Linked DNA regions of Gossypium raimondii: region 1 is linked to region 2. The links are chromatin contacts, called in public Hi-C maps. All regions are on one chromosome and are shown on one strand. The core of a region is the stretch at or near the end of the contact, and the rest is flanking DNA. Distances in the headings are between cores, read along the strand shown.

Region 1 (2,700 bases), core at 11-2,510, 180 kb before region 2:
CAAATGCCCAATTCGCAGGAGCCACGTTATTGGAGGTGACAAAGCGGCCATCGCTTGTTGTGACCTTAAAAGAGAGTGCTTGGCCATTCATGTAAGAGTTGCTTTGCCAATTTTGGCCCCAATTGCGAGACATCACTTGCCAACCAGTTCTAGAGCCTTTAATGGAGACAGACACCACATCTCCAGCACCTCCAACATTGGTTATCAATACAAGGTTGAAGTATGAATGTCCATTTATGGTAAACCTGATGCCACCAGATTTCCTACAAGCAACCCTGCAAATAAAATGATGGTTTTCAGCATGTCCTCAACCATTAAAATTATACTATTGACTAGAACTTAGTTACGTTGATTCGTATTAGCAATGAATTGACATGAGCGTTAAATGAAACATGACTTACAAAGTAGAAATTCTCGAGGTTATAGAGCTATGTTAGACTGAAAAGGACACTGGTTTTTTTTGGCTTTTACCTTCTGTATGCAACAGGCACTATCCCAGCTTTATAGTGAGCTATATGTTGGAAAACAGGCTGGGAGAGATCAAAGTGTCGTAAAGGAGGGTTACACCACCCGCCTGCATTATTAGGGAGAGCGTTGTTTGGTGGGCAGAAGTTTGTTGCTGTTACTATAATGGAGCCTTGGAGACACCATCTATTGTCATTAACACACTTGATCTCAAAGCATGCCCCACAAGCGAGCCCTTTGTTGAATAGAGCAGTGCTCAATGCAGCAGTGCTTGTGCCATAACCTTGGCTGTAAAGATTTCCATAGCCACATGCTCCACCTACATCATATGGAAAAAGGTAACTGAGACGGGAACCATGGAAAAGGACAGATGGTAGTTATACATTTCGTATTGCTTAGTTCTTACCCATTGTACCAGACGCATCACTGCTCCCATAGAATGTAGCGTGAGCGTTAGACCATCCACCTCCATGTCCATGAATCGTCTTCAACATGGCTAGAGAAGACAAAAGAAAAATTCCAAGAAAGTCCATTTTCTGCAAAACCAATTGACATCCAAATATCAGAATTTTGTAGATGAACGAATAAAGAAAGTCTCTGATAAATTTGTACAAGTGAGATGATGTTCTTATACCTACAAAGGCAAGAGTTAACTTTGAAACTTTGACTTGGAGAAGAAAGAATTAATGAGAAATAAGGTAAGGAAGAGATGAGGGGATCAAATTCTATTTATAGATGTGTGTGACTAGGGACAAACTGACGGGAAGGGAGGGGTTAGCAGGGGAAGGTGATGTAACGTAGACGCTACCAAGGTTCATGGAGATTTATTTAACTAACATTTTATAAAAAATAATAATTGGTACCCTTATCTTTTGAAAGACATTTGCAATGATATCAGTGTTACTTTTGCACCCTTCATATAAAAGAGAGTGGAAAATAATGTGTAAACCTGGAACAGGATACTCAATTGGCTTGGACCCATGTTCTTGTTGACATTCTTTTTGGACTTGAACCTGAAAAGAAAAGAAAAAAAAGTTAAGGAAAAGGTTCTCTGCATCGATTGATGGCCTCAACATTTTGTAAACTTACTTTTTACGATGTTCTTTTTTACACATTCGTGGCTTATCATTAAAGAACCTAAAGAATCCTTCCAGGATTGTGAATCTTATGGCAAAAGGTTAAAAGATATTTGGAAAAGGGTTAAAGATATTTGACAGAAAATTATCAGAGAAGTGATTTAGTACCATGAAAGTAGTAAAGATAAAAAGAGATACAAGAGCATCGTGCCGACTAAATGGTTTGAATCTCTACTTTTATGTTGATAAGAGAAGATGCTGTGATGATGTTACAGTGCAACCAAAAAAATTAGAGCTATTACTAGTCTGATGTTTTTCAGCTTTTTGTGCAGCATATGGTTTAACTTTCTATTGGACAGAAAAATGCACAGTATACTCTTAATACTGTCCAAGTTCATCAGTCATGTTTAACTTGAAATCATTGGTGATTTTCAATTCCTCTTCAAGTCTTACATTAAGATATCAATGAAAGAAATTCGGGAGAAGAATCACATCTATAGAATATAGGCTATGAAAAGTCATAATCAATGCATGTGGCTTACCGTCCATCTTACTAAAAGGAATGTTTATCCTTTTCCCCTTTTCCTTCCTCAATATACTTCAATTCCATTCTCTATGCTTTTAATCATCTTAGCTGTGCCAAGTTGACAGCCCTAACATTGTCTCCATGCTGCAATTCACTTTTGAATATGAAGCTTAATATAATCTTTACAGCTTGGAAGAACTTATATTTAAAACCGAACCACTCTCTATGGGGGACATTACAGATTTGTGTAAGTTAATATTCCAAAAACAAATCTGGATTTTTCCTGCAAATCTCCTTCATAGCCATTTAACTTGCTTGGTAGGATTTCATGCAAAAAAAATCTCACCATTTGGATTTCTAGCAGTATTAATCATTGAATGCATTAATGAAGGGCAATCAGCCAAACACTCGTGCAGCTATTCATCATTGATGAATACTTTTTTTTTGTTCATAAAATAGAAAACATATATACATATTCAAATGAAACTAAAGAGAAACAGTTAGATGCCTTTAGTTTTTATTATACAGTTGTCCTTCCAATAGCACCTAGACACCTCTCTTCTGCTTGGACAAGCTTTGGAATTTAGAATCAAATCTTCTAAAGAGGAAAATTCCATATCTTCTGAGAATTGA
Region 2 (2,700 bases), core at 122-2,621:
ATGGTCATCAAAATCAAATGATCCAAAGGGACCAGTGGGTTTATTTCATTCTAATTACTAAAACGTATCTGATAAATTTTGCATCACAAGGGAGGGATAGAAACAAGACTAACCGTGGCATTGGTGCAGCTAAAGCTGCATAGACGACCCTGAGCTCCTCTATAGAACCTAAAGAAAGGCAACACATGTACATTAAGGCTATAACACATGGATTTATGCTCCTCATAGTTCACCTTAAGGAACTGCACATCCGGATTCATCTCTGCCAATTGGCAAATCTGGCAAATCCCAACATCCAAATTCACCATTAGCACAACTATGCAAAAGAAAATAGATAAAAAAAACTTCAAAAGTCTATATTATTATACCTTGGGATGAAGAGCCTTGCAGCCACCACAACCAGGAGAGAAGAAATCCACTATAACAAGTTTATCCCCAGCATTCAAAAGTGAGTCCACCAGGTCTTGTGCAGATGTCACTTCTTTCATATTTGGTTGATTCCCCTTCTCCCACCACTTTTGAGTTTTACCAATAAGCCCAGTTTGCATCTAATTTCGTTGAACAATACCAGAAAATAAAAGAGAGAAACCAATTAGAATGTTTCGTTTTGATCCTCAGCAACAGATCAAAGTACAGGGAAAAAGAACTGTTAAACATAAAAAATCATACTAAATAACCCTTCCAAAAAAGGAAAAATCTATTTGGTAATGGAAGTAAAATTTCTATATGAAGATTTGACCTTTGGCATGTGAAAACTAAACTAAGAACTACCTATAGCTAAAATTACAGAGAAATTCAAAATAAGAAAGTTCATAAAATAAATCAGAAAATACCCACACCTTTGGACCAGAAAAAGAGTTCTAAATTTTTCTTTTTAAAAAAAGTTAATTAAACCAACCTGTGCTTTAATGGGAACTCGACAGAACCTTCTCTCATTTAGACTTCTTTTCTCTAAAAAAACCACTCTTTGACCATTAAAACCACTCCTCAAAGCTTGAGGTTCCAACCTCAAAGAAGGAAAACTATTCTTTCTCAAACAAAACACAGAGATTCTCCTGGAAAACAAAGGAACGCCACCTTCTTGATTCTTCTTCTGACTATAGTTACAAGCTGTAAACAGATTTGACTTCCCCAAAACTTCAGCCATGCTTAATATTTCTATATTTTTTTTCTAACAACAAAAACAGAAATTCAGATTCAAAATTGAAACTCTAAGCTTTATTCCCGAACGGAGATTAAAATACCGAATATGAAAATGAAGCGTTTTTAAGCAAAAGTTGCTTCTTTTATCTTTCTCTTTCTTTGTTGGTTATTTTAAGGTCTAAGGATGGACTTTAACCGTCGATCTGGTTTGTCTTGATGTGAATCTAACGCTTGATGATGTGTTGTGACTGGAAAATTTTCATGTCAAAACGTATTGGATAAGGTTCTTTGTCTTGCCTTTTTTTTTTTTTTAATATTGGTCGGTTTTTATGGTGGTAAGGAGATGTACGTGATAAGTGAATTTTGTGACACGTGGAATCAGACTTTAGATATTACAAAAGTAAAGGGCAGTTTCGGATATACAATGGATAAAAGGTAGGTTCTTTGACACGTCATTCATTACTTTTGTGGGCCAGCTTATTTTTAAAAAAAATTACATCAAAGGTCACTAAATTATTAGTAAATTTATGATTTGGTCACTTAACTTCAAAACGTTACAAAATGATCACTGAACTATTTGAAAGTTTTCATTTAAGTAACTTAACTATTTAAACATTTTTATTCAAATTACCGGGCTGTTATTTTTTTTTAAAGTTCAGCTAGAGCGCTCTAAGCTACAATTCAAGAATCGATCTAGTGGATCAATACCATCGACGAGTAGAAGAACATATCTTAGACCCAAATTGATTAATAGTTAATGTTAGAGAAAGAAGAAAGTTGTTTGGATTCTGGTTCACATATTTGTGATATTCAAAACTATTTCATGAAAATAATTGAACTATAGAAGAAAAGGGAAATGAAAGTTTTCAATTGGTGCAAGTGGTGTGACAGAGAAGGCCATACAACAACGATTTTAATAGCCTAGTGACTTAAATGAAAACTTTTGAATAGTTCAATGACCATTTTGTACTTTTTGAAGTAGAGTAACCAAAATGTCAACTCATTAATAGTTTAGTGACCTTGAGTATAGTTTACCCGTTTTTTCTACTTATTTTCTTTTTCAACTTTTTTTGAGCTAATTGCACCATATATCCCCAAATTATAACCTTCATTCTAAATTGGTCTTGAAACTTTAGAATATTCTAATTACATCCCCCAAACTATTGAGATTATATCAATAATGTCCTTCTATTACTAAAACCACTAGTTTAACCATTAAATGAGATGTCAAATCTTGTATGACATAGTTTAAATGAAAAGTTTAAAGAAAAATAGATGTTATAAACATCTTGGTTTTAAGGTTTCCAAAGCTTTTACAAAAGTTTTATTACTTACCTTTTATTTTCAGTTTTATTTTATTTTAATTTTTACTGTACAATAATATTTTACTTTCTTTAATTTTCATTTTAAATCATATCACATAAGATTTTGACATGTCATTCCACGGTTAAATTAGTGGCTTTAACAATTGAAGGACTTAACTGATATAATATCAATAGTTTAGGATATTATTAGAATATTATAAAGTTTGAGAACCAATTTAAAAATAAAATCATA

The links. Hi-C and Micro-C count contacts between places; a contact is called where the count stands out from the background.
Region 1: a Hi-C map of leaf shows a contact between it and region 2, with 2.4 times the contacts expected there. The contact joins the promoter of LOC105804524 here to the promoter of LOC105804529 in region 2. A contact is called at or near these places in 2 of 2 Hi-C or Micro-C datasets (both in leaf).

The regions. Positions count from the first base shown.
Region 1 is chr11:14,519,263-14,521,962 of ASM2569854v1, reverse strand. LOC105804524 (expansin-A15) reads right to left here and starts at 1,260. Exons shown (of 4, transcript XM_012637175.2): 1 at 1,104-1,260; 2 at 872-1,001; 3 at 472-784; 4 at 1-275. The coding sequence starts at 998.
Region 2 is chr11:14,337,892-14,340,591 of ASM2569854v1, reverse strand. It overlaps LOC105804529 (thioredoxin-like 1-1, chloroplastic), which reads right to left and starts at 1,371. Exons shown (of 4, transcript XM_012637182.2): 1 at 899-1,371; 2 at 369-548; 3 at 114-278. The coding sequence starts at 1,147.